2 separate regions of the Arabidopsis thaliana genome follow, and region 2 is linked to region 1. The links are chromatin contacts, called in public targeted proximity ligation maps. All regions are on one chromosome and are shown on one strand. The core of a region is the stretch at or near the end of the contact, and the rest is flanking DNA. Distances in the headings are between cores, read along the strand shown. Region 1 holds the start of AT3G26240 (Cysteine/Histidine-rich C1 domain family protein). Region 2 holds the start of AT3G26340 (N-terminal nucleophile aminohydrolases (Ntn hydrolases) superfamily protein).

Evidence for each region.
Region 2: a targeted proximity ligation map of shoot shows a contact between it and region 1, with 14 read pairs. A contact is called at or near these places in 15 of 26 Hi-C or Micro-C datasets (callus, cotyledon, leaf and 5 more), 2 of 2 datasets of targeted methods (seedling and shoot) and 2 of 3 other capture datasets (root and shoot).

The regions. Positions count from the first base shown.
Region 1 is chr3:9,602,894-9,610,134 of TAIR10.1, forward strand. It overlaps AT3G26240 (Cysteine/Histidine-rich C1 domain family protein), which reads right to left and starts at 4,300. Exons shown (of 1, transcript NM_113531.3): 1 at 996-4,300. The coding sequence starts at 4,210. The coding sequence ends at 1,442. It overlaps AT3G26235, which reads left to right. Exons shown (of 3, transcript NM_148753.2): 3 at 1-28. AT3G26237 reads left to right here and starts at 286. Exons shown (of 6, transcript NM_001338794.1): 1 at 286-309; 2 at 532-674; 3 at 755-858; 4 at 1,050-1,096; 5 at 1,116-1,275; 6 at 1,446-1,583. The coding sequence starts at 1,050. The coding sequence ends at 1,583.
Region 2 is chr3:9,649,962-9,657,202 of TAIR10.1, forward strand. It overlaps AT3G26340 (N-terminal nucleophile aminohydrolases (Ntn hydrolases) superfamily protein), which reads right to left and starts at 2,975. Exons shown (of 8, transcript NM_113541.4): 1 at 2,839-2,975; 2 at 2,492-2,621; 3 at 2,257-2,386; 4 at 1,944-2,050; 5 at 1,298-1,432; 6 at 1,086-1,189; 7 at 862-962; 8 at 355-763. The coding sequence starts at 2,611. The coding sequence ends at 639. AT3G26350 (proline-rich receptor-like kinase) reads right to left here and starts at 5,534. Exons shown (of 2, transcript NM_001338797.1): 1 at 5,165-5,534; 2 at 3,699-4,712. The coding sequence starts at 5,176. The coding sequence ends at 3,699. AT3G26355 reads left to right here and starts at 4,514. Exons shown (of 1, transcript NM_001349593.1): 1 at 4,514-4,577. The coding sequence starts at 4,524. The coding sequence ends at 4,577. AT3G26360 (Ribosomal protein S21 family protein) reads right to left here and starts at 6,584. Exons shown (of 3, transcript NM_113543.5): 1 at 6,501-6,584; 2 at 6,117-6,428; 3 at 5,538-6,011. The coding sequence starts at 6,412. The coding sequence ends at 6,002. It also overlaps AT3G26370.

The DNA.
Region 1 (7,241 bases), core at 3,050-5,549:
AAACACACAATTTTCAAGTAATAAAAAGTTCAGTTTGTTTGCTTTCAAAGTTAAAGTCTTTGAGCATTTGTTTGAGTCATTCTCTTTGTGTGGTTTCCCCTTAGAGCTTGTCTCGTGAGTCCCTTAACCTTGTGTGGTTTCCCCTTGGTTAATTGATTCGTTCTGGTTACTCTTTGCTTCCATCACCATCACTACAACACTTCCGCAAGCCATTCTGCATGAACTCTTGAACTATCCCTTGATTTACGAAAGGTGTGATTCCGATCGTGTATCAAGAAGCCAGATAAAGAAAGAGGAGAAGCTCTCCAGGTAAGTTAGTAACCTTTATGATATTGTCGGATATCTCCTCCTAACATGTCTTTCGTCAGTAGTAAGAAACCATTTTGGGCTAAGTCTGTTTCTTGCAGAAGTCGAGTTCTTTGGCTTAACCATAGGGCTTACACATGGTTATATTATTTTGTTGTATTGTTCTTCATTTACCTCTAGTTGGTTCCTAACTTCCTATGAACAAGACTCGTTTACTTCATGCAGTAAAGGAAAAAGTGAGTGTCAAGTACGAATCCATGTTGAGCAATCAAGAACCACATATGCACACAGTCAATGTTTTTATGTCTGATTAAGCGCTTTTTTGCACTTTGTTCAGTAAGCTGAACAAGACAACAACTACAATTAAAGTACATCATACTATTTCACTTGAGAACTGTTTTGATAGTAATAATAAACAAGAAAACTGATTGCATTCTCGTTTTTATAGGAAGCTAAAAGATCCCTTGAAGCGTAAACAACCCTCATTTACCTACTTAATATGCAAACGGGAGGAGAGCTGCTTTACGAGAAGATAACAAGAGCTTTTTGGAGGTAAGAAAATTAAAATTCAATTTTTATACTCTTTTCTTCTGTTATTTGGACTCTTGAATCTAATTGTGCGGATGAATGGTGATTACATGTTAACCGCAAATAGGTCTGGTCCCATATGGATTGTATGAAGCAAGAGAAGTTAAAAAACAGTTTCATGAACTTAACTGTGCATATTCTTAAATGTGTAATAGATGGCAAGGAAGAACAAGGAGATATACATGAAATGGAAGGATATAAAGTATGTAAATCTCAGTTAGATTGATCTTGACTCCAGCAGAGTGCACCATTCTTAAGTACTATCTGAATCTAGCCTCTTCGTTTATCCTTTCAAAATCAATCCTCCCGGGAGCTCAATCTTACCCTCAGTCCCTCACCGTAACTTCTCAGAGGAATTTGCTTTACTTGATCGCTATTTCGGTAAGCTCAATGCAGGAACCACAGATGGCATGTCTACTCTGCTTCTTCTACTGACGAAGTTGCAGTTTGCGATAAACCCGTGTACACAATGGAGACTTGCATGACTGGTCTAGACAAGAAAAATGATTTTCAACTTCAGCTTCTGAGATGACTACTAGCTTTGGGATCAGGAACGAAAAGAACTAAGTATCAGAGCTAACTCGCCAGCTTCCAATCCCGGGAAGAAACCCAGTTCACGCGTCGTGGGAATACAATACACAGAACAGAAGAAAGATGCACCTGAGAGTAAAAATAAAAATATTCTCTGAGGACAACGATTACCACAGGAGGAGCAAATAGGTCGAGACATCCACAGATAGTTAGGCAGAATCAATAGCGCTCCACATGAGAGAGACCAGGATGAACGAGGCTTCAAGTATAAGTCCTTCCCAAGCAAACATGTAATGTGTAGGTGGACACAACAATACTCATCACACCTATAAAACCCTTCTTCTGGATTTATTTTTCCCTCACAAGCTTCACACCAATACGTCATGTCACTTGTCTTCTTCCCATAAGAAAGAGGGAGTATGTGTTTATCATGCTTATACCTCACTTGTTGTGGTAAAGTAGCACATTTGAAACACAAAGCATAGTCACACTCCTCCTCAATGCAATTGAAGGTTTCCTTGGTGTACTCGCCTGGCGCTTTGGCGCAAACCGAACAGTTTCTTTCCTCATTTGGTTTGGATGTTAGGAATAAATGATGCATATGACTTGGATGAAGTAAAGGCTCTGAAATTGTGGCGCACTGCACATGTAGCCTAAAATCGCAATCTATTTTACTGCACTTATAGAAGAAACCAGATATACACAACGAAGGACAAGCTGAACAGTAATCACGATCAGAATTATTCCAAGACCCAACATCTCTGAGAGGGTTATCTGATATTAAAGTGAGTAGATGTGGATGTATTGGATGATGTAATCTGCGAGAGAGATTTGCACATTCTTCATGTAGAATGAAATCACATTGCAAACAAGAGTAGGAGTTACCAAAATAAATTGGCATGATGCATGCTTGACACAGCTTATTCTCGTCGTAATCTTTGCCGTTGTTCTCATCAAGTGTCAAATGATGATGTTCATGACTGAAATGCTGTATGATTCCATCGCTTATCGTCAGGAATGGCTCAAGTTCTTCCACTTCTTCTTCTGACTCTCCTTCACGTTCTATACCATCCCAAACATTTGGTTGAGTGGCACATTTTGAATGCACCGCATAAAGACAACCTTTCTTGATGCAATGATATCCCCCGTAATCATTGTTAATCTTCCGGCGACAAACACCACAAATCCAATCTCCTTTTCGGAAAGAATGGGTAAAAGAGATACAATGGAGGTGGCGAGAAATCCGTATGACATGAGGTAAGCTGAAACAGCTTTGATGGATAATAAAGTCGCAAGGGGGACATATATAGAACACCAAATTTGAATGTTTCAAGGCGCATAGGCTGCAAGTTTGGGGATCTTGACTTGGAAACAGGGCAAGTGTATGCTCATGCCACTTGGGTTGGTCAATAGACAAGACTGGTGATTTCTTGGCACATGTAAACTTGAGCCCAAAATCGCAAGGAGAGCAAAAATAAAACATACTTGCGGTATCGTCACGGAGAAGTTCGTGACAGCAATAGCATTGCCTGGTTTTGTCATCATTGAACAAGGCAAGCTGGAGAGAATGTTTAGGATGAAGAGGGTGTTTGATCTCGACCGGAGCCTTGCTATTATCTTCATGGTTCTCTCCATAGCAACCTCGGCAGACAAAATGGGTATCATCTTTTTCTTCAGTTAACATGAACTTATCCCAGTTAAAAGGAAGACAGTCCCACTTATTCTTTCTCCAGGAGACTACTCGTGCTTCAGTTGAGTCGTCGTCGCTCACTGGATCGTCCCACTTTTGATTCCTGGTCCATAAGCCTTGTTCAATCACATGAAATTTTCCCTTTTTCAATATGACTTGTACTTGAGGGCAAAGGGAAATAAGATTCTTCCACTTTGAATTCATAGACAGGACGTGGGAGAATATACGATGGATGAGTGATATGAGCTTCGGCTCCGGGTCGAGACTCAATGTTTCCGTAACCAGTAGAAAAAGCTTCTTATTGAGAGACTTCCATACAACTCTTTTCGTAAGTGAGCCCGTTTCAAACTCAACCGTCTTGTCTTTAAAAAGGTTCAAGATATCCACCATGTTCGGCTTCGAATATCTTAAGTTGGTGGGAGAGGATCTGAAAGAAGCGAGTGATATGAGTGATATGAGGTTCCGTAGGGGCTCGGGCTGAGAATCAACATCCATAGAGTTGAAGACAGAGATAGATTGATTAGTGAGTGACATGAGCTCCGACTCGGGCTTCGGCTGCAAATTCCAATCCACTGAGGTGGCCAGAGAGATTATATATCTACTGAGTGACAAGAACCTCCGAGAGTAATTCCAATTCAGTCTCTCAGACAAATTATCGTCCAGAAAGATTAGTTGAGTAATGAATGATTTGAGCTTCAGCTCCGGAGAGTTGTCGACGAGGGATATTATTTTCTGAATGAGTGATATGAGCTCCGGCTGCGGCTTCATACTCCATGTTTCCTTGATTAGTGACATGAGCGTAGACTCCGGAACCGGCTCCTCCCAATCTGAAGAGTTGACGAAATGCGTTCGAGAAATGAGTGATATGAGCTTCCTTAGCGAATTCGGCTGGGACTCCAAATCCATCTCCTTGAAAAAATCGATTGTTTCAGAGATGAGTGACATCAGCTCCGTCTCCGTCTCCGTCACCATTGACTTAACCAGAGAGATTATTTGACTAATCACTGACATGACCTCTTCTGGATCCGAGTTTATATAGCTTTTCAAAGCATTGAATCTCAAGATGAGTAGTATGAGCTTCGCCTCCGGATCCATCGAGACTTGCCGAGAGAAAATTGTGAGAGTAAGATGAGAGAATTTTCACTATGAATGAAACTTAATGGTTGCTCTCTGTGTTTGTGAATGCTAATTGTGTAATATTTTGCAAATATTTATAAACAGACAATCTCAATCTTATCCGAGACGAGCCGACCACGTCGTGTTGTTCAACAGAGTAAGTAAATTCATTCACGTACTACAGTCCCGGTTAAAAGAAAAACAAAAATTAGATCAATTTTAAAAATGTGTAAATTTAAAATTTAAATATTATAAAAATACATTTATCTTCTGCACGTCTATTTAGACAAGCTATTATATGATTAAAGCGTAATTTTCTTATTCAAATAATGTTTCTTAAGCTTGTGTGAATACAGCGAAAGAAAATAATGTTTCTTAAGCTTGTGTGAATACAGCGAAAGAATATATTATTACTCTTACAGTTCTCTAGATTCACGTCGCTAGTCTTTGTTTACTCATATCGATTGTCCCGGCCATGTTAGTTTGGTTACTTCGACTTCCTTATTTTATTTTTTTATCTTCACTCTTCTAACTTCTAAGAGGCAAGCGTTCTTCTCTTACAATTTAAATAACCAAAAATAAATACCCTAAAAAAGGAAGAAGATTTGATTTCATTGTATCAAAACTATCAATTGAAGAAAGAAGGCAAAGTCATGGCAATTAATATGACAGCTAACATAGACAGCTAAAAAATATAAAGCGCTTAATTTGTGTTTATTCTCACTTGTTTCTATCATAATAGTATTAATAATGATTACTGTATTTAGGTGATATGACAAAAACAAATAAAATAAAATAGATAAATGACAATAAAATTGTTTGTACATGTTAAAAAAAAGCACATCACTAATTGTTACGATCAGAAAATTGATGGTTCTAACCAAAATAATGTTAGGTTCTGTTTATTTTTTTATTTTGCATTTGAATGATATTTGTTTTAGCATTTGTTATTGAGAATATTACGTGTTGAGGCACTTTTCTGAAAGTTTAGCCGTAATTAGACACTTCACAATCATTAGATACTTTTTTGATGTGAATTGACATCACTACCCTCTAACTATCTCTTCCTTTGCTTAGTAATATCTCTTCGTTATCTTTTTTTTTAGGAATACAAAAACAATTTTGGCCTCTCTTGTTCTTCATCTCTCTTTCCAAAATAAAAATCCAATCTTTTAGGACACTCTTAATATTCAAAATTGAATCTTTTAAGGTTTATCATCATCTTCCTTATCTCTCAACAATCTATTGCTTCTCTTCTTCTTTCTCTCTCGAGATCTTTTTCAAATATATTCTCAAATCCACCTTTGTCTGCTGGATCTGATTCCAAAACATGTGAAAGTCTCTGGTCACAGAATTTCCGTCAGAAGTTTCCTCGAAAATTACAACAACGCTATCGACATTCTCTCTTTCGATTTCGATTCCATGATCGTGAAGCCTCTCCCGAATTTCAACAACCGCATCAAAATTGTAACCACTTGGGCAAGTTACGTTTCTCTCTTTCTCTCGAAGTTCTAGACCCTATCTTTTTGGCGCTCCAACAATCATATCTCCGTCAAGAGGACGTTATCCTCTCAAACGTGGATCTAGCTCTGATTCTCTTCACTTATATTTCGCAGATTAGTTTTTTTTTACAAAGGATTCGAGATGATTTTGGAAACCATGACCAATTAATTTGGTTAATCTTATTAAATGAACAAAATTAACCATACAATTACATCCACAAGGTTAATACATTCTCATACTATACTATATAAACTCTACCATAAAACGTCGGATATGTGGACACACATCATAATGACAGTCAGTGTTGTGGACAGCCTTTGCTAATTTTGGTTCATGAACTTTAGCTTCATGGATACAACGTGAGCCTTCGAGACCTTGTAGAGATCTTCTGTAATTTCAGTAAAATTAAAAGTTGGATTTAACAATTATAACCATCCACAAATGTGTGTATGTCTTGTTATAAGAATTTATCTTTAGATCCAATACAAAAATGTTGACAACTAATGTTTTCTCTTTTCTCTCTCTTACTAATCGTTTTATGTCTTCGTGTCAAAACAAGAAACTAACCAAAGACTAGAGAGAAAGAGAGTGAAGGTTCTTTTTGTGCTTGTGTTAAAATGAGTGAGTTAAGCAAAGCATTAATGAGAAATGAGAGATGTAAGAGAAGTGAACCTCTAAAAGTTAAATAGAGGAAGAACTCCAAAAGCTCAACAATTTTTTATCGACGATTACTGTTCATGTCTAAATTTGTGCATTGATATGAAACGACATGTGAGTTACTAGGTGACCATTTGGACTTGATTTTTTGGACACTCGTCAATGTCCTCTATCCACCGCTTTTCAGCCACTGTTCTGTAGCCTTTGCAGCAAGTGTTCTGTAACCACCAATTAATATGGACATCATTGTAACAAAATCACCACATATAGCTTGTTTTTGGGATTGTTCACCTATTAATCAAACATGAAAAGATTCACAAATCTCACCATAACAATCCATAATTCACAATCCATAATAAGCCATCCATAATGCACATACCAATAAAAAAAGCAGAGCGAGCTACAAACACACTTTTATCCACGAACATAGATTTACCAAACACATCCATCAACGTTCGATATATCAACTTGGGCTTCTCTATCAGTTTTCAAATAAATTAAACCCATAACTTCAATATTTTCAGAAAAAACATGACTAGCAAACTATAAGAGCCTAATCCACTAATTGTTCGATTTAATCGCAAGTAAATTCACGATGAACAAAGACCTCTAATCTCTGTAACATCGTAATATCTAGAATTTCACGGTGATATAAACAGAAAAAATCAGTAGAGACAATAACAAAGAAACTTATTGTTAGAGGATTCTGAGAATCGCAAGGATGATGATCATCTTCTTCCTGGGTTTGTTGTCGTGGATCTCAAACTTAGAGATTATGAAGAGATTATGAGGAGACGACAAATCGAAAGTTTATGAGGAGATTATATATGGTATAATGAAGATTGGTGAT
Region 2 (7,241 bases), core at 1,725-4,224, 46 kb after region 1:
CTTCTTTGGTTTTTCCATAAAACCTTTAGTTGGATAAATAATAATTGGAAAAAAAAACATCACGATATTGTTTTCTAGTTAGCTACTTTTTTCTAAAATTTGAACTACCACCATAGAACATGGTATTTTATAATCTATACCATTCATGGGTCCTATGTGACTTAAAACGGTTAAAAACATATTAACAGTAAAAAAGCGCGGAAAATAGTACAACACTGTAAAAAAAAAAGTGGTAAGCAAAAGACATTCACAAACAAAACTTGGTTTTGATTGCAGCTAAAAATTCGGTTTGGATTGGTAACTTGTATCGTATGATGAATCAAGTGAATTAGTTTTATGGTCTCTACAAGTAATAATTTATTATCTTCTGTACAGTCACTTGAAAAGTAGTTAAGCATTAAGGGACATATTTTGGATACTTGTGTGTATCTACATTGTACAACAAATTGAAAAACAGAAGAAGAAAGAAACAGGTTATCTATTATGTTATCTATTATGCAACGTGATCATTGTGGCCAAACTAACGTCTACATCATTCGCAATACAAAAGAAACTTGAATCTATGATTCTGTTCATTGATGAACAAAACATAAGTGATGTAATAAAACTCTTAGTAAGATAGACAAGAATCACAGTACTTATTCGGCAGCCTCTTCCATCACATGTTCCGCGGTGATTGGAGCCACGGGGTAATAATGGTAATGTAGCTCGCCAACGTCGTCTCCAGAGAGTTTCGTCCATCCTTGCGGCCCAACGTGGTACACTGATCATACAGATTTAAGAAAGTTTAATACAAAATTTAAAGGAAAAGGATCACAAGATGATGATGTATTGGCAGAAGAAGTAAGGATTGATCTTTACCGCTAGCAACTCCACCACTAGCTCCATCACGGAATGTAGCATGGTAGATGGATCTCCTTGCTAACTCTGAGGCTTCTTCAACCGACATATCGAATTTGTATCTGTTAACAAAAAAAGAACCATAAGATTGAGTGGTTATAATAGTAAAGCAAGATCTAGTTTTGGTTTGGGCTTTGACTAAAAGAGAAGTAGGGCAATGATGATATCTTGAAATAGATACGTACCCGCTGTCCAGAACACCATAAGCGTATGGTGAACCTGAACCGACAGAGAATCTGTCTCCCTTAAGCCGTCCTCCTTCGTTGTCAACATAGTACAATCCAGGGCCCTATTTCAAAAAAGATTACAATTTTAGCATCTCGACTTTCGCTTTGGTGAGTGAAACTACAGACCGAGAAGGAAATAACAGTTAGGATATAAAGTTTAGGGTACTGACTGTTTCATCCCATCCAGCAATCATTGTGCCAACAGAAAGTCCCATTCCACGATATGAATAGAGCATGTTAGCAAGAAGCTTTGAAGCTCCTGAAACAGAGATTCTCCTTTTGTTTGCCAGCTCATGTAGACGGCACTATGATACACAAATAAAACACTCTCTATCAGGGTCATAGTTTCAACATAATCCAGATTTGGTATACAAGTTAGCAATCAAACTATTAGGATAAAACTGGGACTAGATTTTGGATACAAGAAATCAACGAAACCATTTGTATGCCCTTGAATACAACAACTCAAAACAAAAAGATTGATGCATAATGATATATAAATGTTTAGTTCACAGTACTGAGAAGCTAAAGCCACCACACCACGCAGAAAAATACATTACTAAAATTGAAAGAGACACACGTTCTTAGGTCACCAAACAGATAATAAAGACTATTCTTATTCCAGGAAACAGACGGATACAAAACGTTTTTAAGTCTCTAACAAATGACTCAACAGCTTTCGGATATCAATACATTAGCTATATGAAGTTATGAACAAAGGGAAGGTAAGAAGTAACCGGATTGCCACAGCAAGGAAGATAACTGATAGACCCAATCATCAATTCAGAAAGCTAACAAAAACTAACGTTAGGGTACCTTAATTCCCAGATTTCTGTGCCAGAATTGACAATCAGCAGCACCACCAGCCATTGTACCAAGCATATAAGGATTAATTTCAATAATCTTCTTCACAGATTGCGACGCTGAATGGAAAAACACAAACAAAACATCAGCAATCACAGAAATTTCTCCTTTCTTTTACTGTACAGTATCACTGGCCAACACAACAAAGATTAGAAATTTCTATAACAAGAATCTAACTCATTCTCCATTTTTAGGATCCTTTAGAGAGCTCACAACTAAAACACAAACAGAAATCTGAAATAAACATAACAAAAGAGAAACATACAGATATATCCTCCCATGCTAGCTCGAGAATCAGCAGCTACCATAACACCTTCCTTAAAGATAAACGCAAGTGTAGTTGTACCCTTTGCAGGCTTCACCATCTCCACAGCTTTTTTCTGAAACCCATCAAACTAAAAAACCAACAACAAACAAAAGCAACATATCACAATCAAATAAAAGCAAAATCAAAGTATATTGGAATCCGAAAGAACTCTAATTTCGTAACTAAAACTCACATCAGTGGTACGAGGAAGATCAAACGAAGGTGCAGACGAAAACCCATCAAGCATCTCACTGTTTGATCCAAAGCCAATCACAGGCATAGTTGTCTCCAATCCACTAGTGTCAAGCTTCATTGTCAAATTTCTACAGAATCATCGAATACCCACAATTATTCAATAAAATTATGCAAAATCATGAAGCTTGAGAGGTACCCAAATCAGGGTATTAACAAAAAGAGCTTCCTTTCACAATTCAAATCGGATCTAGCACGAGATTACTTTTGTACGTGTGTGTATAAACCATAAACCCTAATACTTCATTGTAAAGTCAAAGTAACGACAATTAGGGGCCTGAGACATACCTGAAGAGCGAAATCGAGTAGAAAATTAACGAAGCAGAAGAATGTGTGAGAATTGGAGAAAAGAGAAGCAAATTATGGAGGGATGTTTCTTGAGCTCTGGGCAAACCGAATGCGAACGGGGCAAGATATGGGCGATCGGGTCGGGTTGAATCATTTCGGGTCATACCGCTTAAGTTTAAAGACAGAACAGTGTTCATTATGTTGGGCTTCATGGGCCATTATTGGCCTTTTCTTCTTTTTTTTTTTTTTTAATTTCCTTGGTTATATGAATATTAGGTATATAACTTTTTATTAATCATTTGTTATTCAAATAAATTTAGTAAGACAAGTCAAAATATTTGGATCAAATTTATCAGGTATTATTCGTTTATTATTTTATTTTATTAGTTGGAATAAAGTGTTATTTTAATCAAATTTTTATGGATTTTACATTGGACTTTAACAGATTTTAAAATGTTTATGGTTAAACATACAAGAGAAATTGCCTCATATAGCACCATATCAAGATTTTTGGTTCATATCTAAAAGTTAAAAAATTTAATGTTAATGTTTGGTTTTAAAATCAACAAGGCATTCCAAATCCTATGTGCATTCAAAATTAATAAACACCTCCTTAAACTTAAATATTAGATAGTATTCTTCTCTTTCCGTGTGAAATTTATAAAGTTAAAAGTCTTAAAACAGCCTCTTAAGTTTGGAACATTCTAGTTTACAAAAACTAACGACGCAATTAAAAAATGATTAAACAATTAACGATTCTTGTAGACTTGTAATACCAATAAATACAGAAGATTAATTATTTCTAACAGTGGCAAAAAAAGGTAAAAGAAAAAAAATGAGCAAACGCAATTGCAAAATCGCTAGCGTTTGGTATTGCATCTTCTAGCTCGCATAGCTCCTAAAGGAGGACCATTCAATGAAACGCTGCAATGAGTATGCAACTTATAAGAGTACCTAAACAATGGTCCTATATGCGAACGTGCATGAAACATTCCTCTCAGGTTCAACAAAACCGGACCTGTTTCAATCTGACGCTGCAGCTCCCGGCTCTGCGTTGCCTGAAGCTGGACCTGACTGCTCACAAGATGAACATTCGCAAACATTGACGTTTTCTTAGGAACCTTGAAAGGTTCAATGTATTGAGTTGCTATGAGTGTGTTGTAATAGTAAAGCTCGAATGTCACATAGCTAAACTCCACACTACTTTTCTTGCTTGGGTTTGTGACGTTTGCTAAAATGGTTAGATCACCGTTTAGAAGAAAACCCATGTCGAGATAAGCAGCGTTTAGGTTAGCAGCTGAGATGTCGACGTAAGGTGAGCGAGGACGGTAGACGAGGTAAACGATTAGGATGATAAGACCGCCGAGAATAAGAATGACCCAGAATATTGCACAGCAAAATGCAGCTGACCATGTCATTGCGTTTGTCTCTCTTGAGGGTGGTGGTAACCGTGGGCCACGGCGGTGATGCGGGGATGGTGTTGGAGCGGTTCTCCATGGACTTGGTTTGGGTATTGGAGGTAATGTTGATCCATAACCCCCTCCGTTGCGTTGTGGTGCTTGTGGTGGTGGAGGTCGTTGTTGTTGATTATCTTCAGGGCTTAATAGCAATGGTCTTTTCGATGAGTTTTGAGTTTTTCGTGGTGGAAGTCTCTCCTCTGGGCTTAATGGTACAGGTATTACAGAATGTTTCGGTTCTTGGATTGGATTTTCACGGTGGCGACCACGAGTCTTGATTAGGATTCCTGGTGGAGCTACTGGGTGAGGTTGCGTGGTTTTGTGGTGCGATTTTTTTGGGTGCGGAATGGGCGGGATGTGTGGTTGGTTCGAAGATGTTTGTGAGGTAGAAGCACCACCGCTTTTGAGATGTGGATTCTGCGATGGAATTCGCGCAAAATGAGGGTTAGTTTCATGGTGATGATGATGAGACATTTAGATGAAGAAGCTAAAAAGCATCAAAGGAAACTAAGTTAAGTAAGACTTGAGATGAAAGAATGAGAACAGAGAGATTTTGAACTGTTTTAAGTTTCTAAATGAGATAGAGAGAGGGAGAGAATAACTTGGTGACAAGTTCAAGTAAGGATTCTTTGTTGTAGAAAACAAAATAAAGAAGGAAAGTGATAGCACGAAGCAAGTAATCTTTGTTGTAGATTCCTTGCACTAAAATTAAAATCAGTTTCTAATCTCATGAAAAAGTATAAAAACATTCTCTGTATCTTTTTCTCATTCAAAAGTTTTTTTAAGAAAATTGTAATTACTCGGTCCAATTTATCTAAAACCCAAATAAAAAGATCTCGATTTTAGGAGAGACAGGGTTAAGGACTTACAGTAACAGTCATGAATATGTCAATCTTTCTACTTCAGCTCACTCCAGGGGAAAGATGTTGATTCTCAGAGCAACTTACGAAAACTTGTCGAATATGTCAGTAAACTATGAACATGTTAAGATATGTCTCCCATAGATCAAGAAGGCCGCAGATTAGTTAGCGCAAATCTGATGCGAAACACGTTGCTTCTGCAGGTAGATACTCTGTTCTCTGCTCAATTTCTGCAGCATCAAACATGAAACCAACTCTGCAATGCCGGTTACTGCAAACGTTGACAAAGACAACTACCAATCGAGCCTGACCAAACAGATACTAGTAAAAAAGCTGGAAGCAAACTGAAAACTAAACCCATACAAAAGGTATTTTCCACGATCTTCGGTGCAATTGTTCTTCCTATATCTCTTATCCCCATTCTTTGGCATGGCATGGTATATAGTAACATGAATATACATAAAATGAAAGTGTAAACGCCTGGAAAGAGCTAACCTACGCTTTACACGCGAAGAAAGCAGAACAATCTCAGAGTAATCATGGCCGGAACAAGAAACACAATTCAAGCACAGAGACCCACAGAACACAGTCATACAGAGTGCAGGAGAAGCAACGCACTTGCCCTGAAACAACTTTCAATACATGTACTCCTAAGATCTGATGTTCTTTCTCAAGATCATTGAAAACTTACGAAAGAGAAGCCATAGAGTAAACAACTAATCAAATCCAAAATTCCAATTCCACATTGATTCAACTCATCAAAAGTTCAAAATGTAAAACTGTGTTATATCACACACAGATACTAGTACTGATCAACATAGCAGCACTCTTGCTTCACCTCAGCTCTCATAAACCTCTGCAAAGAATAACAATAAGAAATACGCAAGATCTTACTAAACTAAACAACACCATTAAAACCCTAAAAAATGTGAAGCTTTTGAGAAAAATCAGAAAACATTACCTGACTTTCTTGATGAGGATTGATTGGAGTTTTCGAGCAAAGTCAATGGATTTGATTCTGCGTTCAAGATTCTTCCTAGCGAGAACCTTCTTCTCCGAATTCTTAATGTGATGAGTCTGAGTCCCTTTGATCAGCCTCTCCATTCCACTCGATTGCATCTTCTTCTGCAAAATCGTCAGTGCCTTGTCTAAATCATTGGAGAACACCTTCACTCTTATCCCTCGCTCTTGCTGCAACTGCTGGTTTAGACTCGGACGAGTCACCAACCCCGTAACTCGCTTCGCTATCGTGTTCATCTCTTTTACTTGTTTTCTGAAAAAGTATGTTTCTGAAAACGTAAATGAGATTGACGAGAGACAGTGATAGGATCTGAATTCGACTTACCGGTCGGAATCTCGCCGGAGAGAATCAAAGAGCCAATTTGAGTGATGATGGAGAATGTCTAGGTTAAAAAAGAGGCGATGGAGGAAATGAGATAAAAACCAGAGAATTTACTAATATAGGGGTGGTTATGTAAGTTTTATGAGATATAGGGATGTTTTTGTAAATATCCTTAAATCTAATCTTCTGTTTGATTCAGAGAGTATTGACTTTAAAGAAGAACATTCAAGCCTTTCAAAAAAAAAAAGCTTCTTTAATTTCTCTCTCTCTCTGTGGAGTGTTCGAATCTCCAAGCTCTCTCTCAAATGGCAGCGTCCACATAGTAGAGCTGAAGAAGCACTGTATCTATCTACAGAGAAAGTGAAGAGGAAGAAAAGGAAGAGAGGATATAGAAATTAAGCTGGCGACTTTTAGTCCGAGGCGAGCAATGGCAGAGTTACGGCACTCGAGCTCTCTCGGTAGCCGATCTTCTTCTTCTCCGTTACGTGCCGCCGGAGATGAGGATTCTTCATCGCCTCATGTACACGATCACTCTCCTAACGGCGGAGACGACGAAGATGGTCGCCCACGTCATCCTTCTAGAGATCGAGACCGTCCGATCTGGTTTCACTCTTTGTTTCCTTTCTTCGGTGATGATCCTAGGGTTTCTCCTCAGAAGAATAAAATCTCGCTTCTATTGATTTTGATTCTCGCTATTGCTAGCTTGATCTCAGTTTATGGGATTATTAATCACTTGGTAAGTCT